Regions from separate parts of the Zea mays genome. Here region 1 is linked to region 2. Evidence: chromatin contacts called from public Hi-C data. All regions are on one chromosome and are shown on one strand. Each heading gives the region's core, a stretch centred on a gene start, on an enhancer-like site or on the middle of the called end of the contact. The rest is flanking DNA. Distances are from core to core; before and after follow the strand shown. Region 1 holds the start of LOC100282121. Region 2 holds the start of LOC100285227.

The links. A called contact is a pair of places that touch in the nucleus more often than the background predicts.
Region 1: a Hi-C map of tassel shows a contact between it and region 2, with 3 times the contacts expected there. The contact joins the promoter of LOC100282121 here to the promoter of LOC100285227 in region 2. A contact is called at or near these places in 3 of 25 Hi-C or Micro-C datasets (ear, leaf and tassel).

What each region holds. Positions count from the first base shown.
Region 1 is chr6:131,990,399-131,994,847 of Zm-B73-REFERENCE-NAM-5.0, reverse strand. LOC100282121 reads left to right here and starts at 1,294. Exons shown (of 6, transcript NM_001155034.1): 1 at 1,294-1,601; 2 at 1,710-2,324; 3 at 3,263-3,315. The coding sequence starts at 1,805.
Region 2 is chr6:131,707,434-131,711,644 of Zm-B73-REFERENCE-NAM-5.0, reverse strand. It overlaps LOC100285227, which reads left to right and starts at 1,909. Exons shown (of 5, transcript NR_182191.1): 1 at 1,909-2,452.

The DNA of each region.
Region 1 (4,449 bases), core at 45-2,544, 280 kb before region 2:
TAGAGGATTGGGGTGACATGGGCCCCTTTAGTCACTTTTAACTTGTGGAGAAGGAGATAGCTCTTTTTATTTAGAACTTTTAAAGTGATTAAATTTTAGCTAGTTTGATTTAGCTTATGGATCCAATCATCCTAACATAGCCTATGCATATCGATTTTGATGTTGGAATCAGACAACCACTCTTAGATTATCTTTAGCAAATCGTGTATATAGTTAATACTGTTTACAAAATTTATTTGTATAGTAAAGTTTAAAATAAAAGATAAAAAATGTGATATAGAAGTTGATGAAGACAACCTTATCATGCAAATGCAGTGTTGGGGACCTTCGGCGTCCGAAGGTCCTCAAAAACAGGATTTAACAGTATTTCTGTAGTACAATGTGTGAACAGGTACCCTCGGACTAAAGTCGGCATTTGCAGTAGACCGGAATAACACGAAGGTTGATACAGAGCCGAAGGTGTTGAGCAGGAAAGCTTCGGCGTAACAGCAAAGAGTGGAACCGACTTAAAGATGAAAAGGCTATTCAGACCTCGATAGACTACTATAGAGTTATTATCAAATGTAAAGGGCATGAATGTAATTTTGTAAGGGCTGTGTCCCGTGTCTATAAATAGGTGAACAGTATCCCCGTACTGTTCACGCTGACTTGACATTCACTTTTGGCGTCACGCTTGTATTGTTATCTCATCTTGATTGAAGGTACACCTGTGATCTAATAATATTTCTGTTTATGCTTGATATTAATAAATAATCGTTCATATTGTCTTTTATATCCTTTACATTTTCTCCTTCGTCATTGTATAATGATCGTCCTTTATAACCTTCGTCCGTAAACCATTATATCCCAAGAGAAATAATGCTTCGGGGGACGAAGGACTTTAACGATTGACATTTTCTATGTTGCCTTGTTCTTAACTCTTAGCACTTGAGAACAAGTCCCCAACATGCAGCTACTAGCTAAGCAGGGTAATAAGTAGCTTCCGGAAAATGACATGACGGCATCATGTGAACACGACCCGGAAAAAACGGATTTTCCTCCTAGAAAATGAATAGCAATTTGTCAATTCATGTGAACGCTGACGAAAAGATAAATATCTCTCCCACCAGCTTTTGAGTAACCCCCTCGGTTACTGCAAATTTCTCACTACCGAAAACAAAATGCAGGAAAATGGGCAAAAGATAGTAACCGCAGCAAATTTTGCGTATATCCGGGGGCCTCGCGAAAAAGGATCGCTCTCCTTACTCTGTATTAACTTCTGGCCTTTAGACATTTTCTCCTCCGTAGATTGCAGAAGTTTTTTTTTCGCTTATCAGTATTTCGGTCGAGAAATTCGCGAAGGGATTAGGGGAATTCGAGGCAGGGATTTGCAAGAATCAGGGCAGTTTGATGTTGCTTCCTGTGCGCGTCGCTAATTTCTCTGTTTTATTCGCGTGATTTTTAGGGTTTTATTTTGAGTTTTTCGTTTTCTCCACCGTATTTCGTTGGCTTCGTTCCGTGCTACTGTAAATTCAGAATCTTGTCAGAGAAAAGAGAAGGAAAAGGAAAAACAAACAAAATAGTAAGGGGAATTTGGTACCTGGGTGTTTGCTGTTCCTTGAGTAAGTATACTCTCCTGTCTTCAGTACGCTTATTAATCTCGCAGAATTCATCGCCGGGACGCTGCGGCTTGTAATTTTCGAGCTGATGGCATCTTGCTTGCTGTCTAGGTTGGTGAATCTTTGGAGTGCCTGGCTCCGACGAGATCGAAAGGAGGGACCTTTCCTTGGTTCCTCTGCTGGAGCTGTGATTGCAGAGGTGAACCATGTCAGCGATGGCGGCGGCGGGTGAAGCGGAGTATGGTGAATGCGTGCAGAAGGGGTCCCTGCAGCAGCACCAGGCGCCTCAACCCAGCCCCGGCGCTCTATTCTACACCCATGATGGCGTCGCCGTCTACAGGAATCCGGTCATGCCGGCGTTCTACCAACAGCCCGCGGGCAGCAATGTCGTCGTGCCGGCGGCTCCAGGGCCAGCTCATTCCCCTGCCAGCTCTGAGCCCTTCAAGCGCAAGCGCGGGCGCCCCCGCAAGTACGCCCCCGCAGACGGCGCCGTGCCGCTGGCTATCGTGCCCCCATCGCAGCCACCCACTGCTCGTGCCCCAGCTACCTCTGAGGCCTCACCCACGGTTCCTCCTGGCTTCTCTCCAAGTCCGCAGAGTGGTGGCGTGGTGAGTCGGCAGGCCTCGCCGGCGCCGGCGCCGGCGTCAGGTGCTCCCGATGTCAAGAAGCGGGGCCGGCCGTCGGGCCCCTCCAGCAAGAAGCAGCAGCCGCAGGCGGCAGCGCCTGGTAATGTTCTGCCTGCCTTTTCAGCTAGAGCGTAGAAGTAGCAAAACGTGCAAGGCTGCATTGATGTCTTCGATCGTATTTCTCTTCAGAGCTTCAGATACACGTATATATACTTGTAGTACTTCGGAATGAGCAAAATGAGCACCAGAAAGAGATACTAATTCATTTATTTATCCTTTCGTTCATTCTTAATTCTTTTGGTTTGCTGTCATGCGGCAGCAGTGGCAATCAGGGGTGGAGTTGTGGGCGGGGAATGTAATGCTTGGTGATAATGACCTTTATGCCCTTGGCCTTCTCCTTGCAGAGTTTTCATTCAAAAACCGATTTGGCAAGAACTGAACATATATGAGCTTCAATCCTTTCCTTTGTTTTTTTAAATACAATGAAGATTCTTCAGGATAGTTGTCTCGTTGCTCTAAGTTGAACTGAGTCACTTAGGGAAAGGTTGTGGTTGTCCTGCTGGGAACTCCAGAGTACTTTGTTACGTTACTAGTTTGTGGTAGTTGTCATTATGTGATTTATTAGCTTATTGTGGTTCGATATCGTGGGACCATCTTGAGGTTTATTCGACAAGCCTTCCCCTGCAAATATGGAGAGGCCGCTTCAAAACTATGACCTGGTGACCGTGCAAATGCGGAGAGGCTGCTTCGAAACCACGACCTAGTGAGACAACTCTCACCACTGCACCATACCTACCCTTCACACTACAATTATTAGATTATATATAATAAAGAAAGGACAGACCTAGTGCTAGCGGCTCTCACATGAATGGGGACTGGAAAAGGAATAACCGAGACAAGCGTTACCCCTACATTTTGTAGAGAGGCTGCGTCGAGCCCAAGACCTTTTAGCTAAGTTGGAAGGCTTCTCGCCAATGTGCCAGGCCTGTCCTTCTATTAGATAATATATAATGTTTCTTGAAATTTTTGTTTTGGCAGGACCAGGCTGGACTGGATTGAAGCCTCATATTTTCACAGTTCAAGCTGGAGAGGTACACTGGCCAATGCTTATGATGCTCCTGCAGAAGTACTTATGCTGTCTTAGGATTTTTTTTGTCATCTCTTATATCAAAATTTATATGGGTTATGTTTGCTTGCATCAATTTTTCAAACTGTACTAGTAGCATCATTTGCTTAAGCTATATTGTCTATTCCATGGCTATGTGAAGTCATATACTGATCAATCTCTATATTTTCCTTAATGAAGTTGTCCTTTTATGTTCCCTTGCTATTATGGCTCCATAACTTTTTTCCATTTTTAATTACCTAGTGCAATATATGACTGTGCTGCTCTTTGGATATAAGATTTGTCCTGCCTCAGGAAATATTTATTACACCTGACATCCTGCTCTGTTATCTTGTAAACTTTATGTCATTCTCCATAGCCTGGACTTCAGGAAACCATATAGATACATGCATGACCTATATTTTTAGTATACCTTTCATGCTGGCCTATCGTTAAGTGGTTTGAGCTTGTACAAGTCAGTCATACTAGAGTTGGTGATTGCCTGATCTATTGCAAGCTTTACTGCTGGTAAATTTTTCTTCTTAAGGTTCGTGCTATTCTGTGATTGTCTGCTAAGTATACTTGTGAGAATGGAAGGGTGAATATTTATTTTTCAATCATGTTTCTATATTTTTTTCCTTGACAAATATTTCTGTGTTTATCTTTTTGTATGATTTTTCACTGCAAACCTCTTATTTCATCTTTGACCTTTGTCCGAGGCGCATTTTTCTTGTATTGTATTTTCATTTTACATACTTGTTTCATGATTACTCGGTGCTGCCTTGTGTATTTTTTCCTGCTGACTGCTATTATGTCCGGTGAGGATTAGGTAGTGGCTTGTTATGGAATTGTACAGTGCACTCCTAGATGTTAGGGCCTCGATTCCTTTTAAAGATTTATTTTCTATTATTATCTGCCTATTGTAACGAAATTACTCTCTATTGTTGAGGATTAATAGAGGGTAGGCAAGGATTATGAGGCAACGTTGCCACTACACCGCACCACCCTTACCAGTGAGCCACCACTATGGACCTTGGTCCTTGGCTGGTTGTCTCTTACTCCATATATGCTATGTGTTCCAACCTAGCCTATAACAGCTGTTTTTCACATGCTCCTCAGC
Region 2 (4,211 bases), core at 660-3,159:
TAGAGCCGGATTCCAAATGTAAGACGTTAGTTACTGTCGGCAAACACATGGTTCCCGATGTTGGCGGGAAAATAACACACCTGCTCTGATAGCACCTGCTTCACCTTCCTCGCACTTACCGCCGAGAAACACGTCCTTCTCGTCGACGCGGTTGACTGATCAGATCTCGCTTCTTCTCGCTGCACTCCCTGCACATATCAACGTCGGGAGCCTGTAGATCGAGCAAGAACCGTTGTTTTCTCGCGCAAAACCCGATTGCGTTGATCGAATCTCGACTACAGGTCGAAAAGAGTCGCTGCCTTCGCCTGGGTGAGAGCTGAGCAAAGAGGATGACTGGGTGAGGGAGTGCCGGCATGGAGAGAATGAGCAGGTTGACGGAGGTGAGGAAGGAGATGCAAATGGACATTCAGTTTAGTCTAGAACCTTTTTTGTTTTTGGCACAAAAACATATTTTTTTGGACAATAATTTTTTTACAACTTTTATAGCCCTCTAGTTTTTATTAGACTTTTAACATTTTTTATTTTTAAATTTAAAAAAATTATATTTTTTAAATCTGATCTGTTTGAATGTTAATATTTAAGGCCATGGAATTGAAATGTGTCCAGTATATCAAAACAATATGGGACTTGAAATGAGGCCTAAATCCAATGCTAGTGTTTGGGAGGCATAAGGTTTCCAATGAATACTGAGGGTCTTGACTCGGAATCGTCACAACGCTTGCTCGTAGTTTCTGAACAACAAATTCTGTGACCAACTAAACGTTGGATTTGGGTCTGCCATTTCCAATTCCAAATTTTGGCCCTGAATACTAACATCCAAACATGATGCTTCGGCTAGTAGCAAGAACGATTCCAAATTTTGGCCCTGAATACTGACATCCAAACATGATGCTTCGGCTAGTAGCAAGAACGATCGTCGAAATCCGTTCGAATTCCAACGCCAATTTCTCGTCGACGGCCCATGGCTGTCGAAATCCGAAACCCCGCTCGAATTCCAACGCCAATTCCTCGTCGACGACCCATGGCCGTCGAAATCCGAAATCTAGCCGTCTTTGCTAAGACCGTGTCTAGTAGTTTATTCATGGTTTATTCAAAACATTATGTTATATATTGTTTTTAGAGTGGATTTTAAATATATAACATGTACATTTTGTTTTAATCTTGATTGTACAGTATTTTGTATCTATATGTTATCGCTGCAGCAGTCTGAATAACTGGATTTAATTCGAAGGGAACATGTATACGAACATGGATGAGGAGTAAGACTCACTCCAACAGAGCAGCTAAATGGACAGGCAAAGCTAAAATAGCTGCCCACAAGCTACTGTAGCAATACAAAACACCTTCCAACAGGGCAGTCAAATGAGCCAGGCGAAAAGAATGAAAAGAGAGAGGAAAGCTATATTAGCTTGTACTGTGGCTGACAGACATTTTCTTTTTTTGTGTCTGAGAATTAACCCCACCATCTTCTTCATTTGTTGGATTATATTACCCCTGACTTTTTGCCTATGCTGTTGAAAACATGTGTCATATAGCTGAACAGGTAAACCAGAAACGCTAGCCAAATGCTTAAATGACTGCTCGATTTGTATGACATCAGTTGGAGTCAGCGTAAGCGTCTAAGGGCATGTACAGTGGGTGTTTTAAGTTGTGTCTTACAGTGTGTCTAGGGGTAAATGTAAAAAAACTCAAGACACGTATCTTGACGAAGACACAGTGTCTTAGCTCTATGTTCGAGATAGGAGACTATCTGATTGGTCACTTTAATTTATTGAATACTCTGATTGGTACAATAAATATCGTAAGACACATGTTTTAGACATGACCACTGTATTATGTTGTGTTTTAGTTGTATCTTGTACTTGGAGTACCGTGCAGCAGTATCTGGGTTGTACATGCCCTAACGAATAACGATTCATGTTTCTCTACGGACTGCGTGCTTGGACCCGCCTCTTGCGTGTGCGGTCGGAAACTCGGAACGGCGTGTGTCACTTTCCCACCTCCCGTCGTCACTCCACCGCCGTCCCCTTGAGCGCTCGCCCCAACCTGGGGACGCTCGCCCCAGCCGATCCGATCCGTCTCAACTCCATTAAAAAAATCTCTCCTTTCCCCCTCCCTATCCAGGAAAAGGAGAAGGTACCACCTCGGTCGATCTTCCCTCCATTTACTCCTCCGGGCGAGGTCCCGATTCGATCGAAGGCGGCGGAGAGAGATGAGGAAGCGTGAGCGAGAGAACCCGTGCGGGATCTGCGGGCACTACCACAAGTACGAGGAGGGGGAGGTGTGCGGCGTCTGCGGTCACCGCCCACCTGCAGCGTCACCAGTAGGGGCCAGGCAGCAAGACTCGGCGTTCCCGTCCGAGATCCTCAAGGAGTTCCTCTTCCTCGGCAGCTACGACAACGCCTCCCGCTCGGAGCTCCTCAAGACCATCGGCGTCTCGCACATCCTCAATGTATGCTTATTTACATCCGCACTTATCATTACGTGCATGGATGGGTAGAAGCATTTCTCAGTGATACACAGTGCAATATGGTCAGAGGTGTTGCATAATACAAACCCCGGAAAGAAAGGGAGTCTAATGCGTAGAACCTTTTCCGTTCCTTTTCTATCTGATTAGTTTTCTCTCTCTCTCTTTTTCTAATGCACTCGTGCTTACCCAGTGAGGATTGATTAGTGCTAGGGTTTGAGGCTGAGTTGAATTAAAAGCTCAGTCTTGTTCGTTGCTTGCTTTGGTAAGCATATCAATGAAAGGGGTTAATTAGTATGTATGCGCATAAATGGAAGGTTACCTCGTTTCTTGTGAATGGACCGAAGCTTAGTTCGGCTATGTTAACTACTAAGTTGCCATCTGAATGTTCCAGTGGGTTAGGGATATGGAGATAAAATGTCATAGATGGATTTCATGGTACGATTGGGTGAGGCAAAGATGGTGGATGGCATGAGCAGAAAATGATTCTATTGGAAAATAGCAAACATAGTTATAGTGATAGTATGGGCTGCATTTTTGTGTTACTAAGGCTGATGTTATGAGTGGCAAAATATTGAATTGAAATGCAAGCATCAGAAACTTTTATTTTTTGGATGGATGCCTGGATGACTCGGTACATCTTGTGTTGCTTGAGGTCGCGAGTCTTTGCATTGGATCTTTTCAAGCATCTATGGAACTAACATTGTCCTTGGGAAACTGTTCCATTCTTCTTTTTTACATGTTCCTCAGGGAACATTCAAGTATTGACATATTGGTGTGGCAGTGATGCCTCTGAATCACTTCCATACTTGCATTGTCTGCGCATGCTGTTTGAAGAATTGGCATTCAGCCATATAAAAGATCGAGATGACCATAATTAATAGAAGCCAATACATAGTGGAAGTTACATTGGATGACCAATTGACTGCTCCTAGTAGAGCATCTACTGTGCTTTATTGATGGAGGTTAACACATTTTTAATAGTTACAATATGGAGCTGATAACCACAACATAGATAATGAAACCTTAATTATCTTCCCACATTCAGATGTTGCCTAGATTAATGGTCCTTTCATTCTTTGGTGACTTCGATTGCTATCAAGCTTTGGTAGCAGGAAACCTAAGCAGGTGTTATACTGCTAATCTGCTATGCATCCATTTCGTCTACTTCAGTAATGTTGCACTTTAAATTCTCAAGTCCATTTCACTATTTGCATATTTATACCATCACAAATCATGGTTACATTAGGTGCTAGGTGGCTTCTAGGCGATTACTGCCTAGAGCTTAGGCGATCCTAGGCGTTATCAAGACGTTTTATAAACATACATATAATATCTTATTTACCTTACAACAACAGCAACAATAATACCTTTTATCCCAAGCAAGTTGGGGTAGGCTAGAGTTAAAAAACCAATAGAACCTTTTTATCCCAAACAATTTGGGGTAGGGTAGAGTTAAAAAACCCAATATAACCCATAAATCATGGTTCAGGGACATGGATAACTGTTTTCCATGCACTTCTATTCAAGCTAAATCTTTGGGTATATCCCATCCTTTCAAATCTCCTTTTTACTACTTCTTCCCATATCAATTTCGATCTTCCTCTTCCTCTCTTCTCATTACTACTGTGCCTTAGGATCCCACTAAACACTGGATAACGCGAGGGGTCCTGCACCCTTGTGGTGTATTGCGTCGAACCCCACACTTGAGGTGTCACAATTGACCATGAAGGGTTTGTCAAAG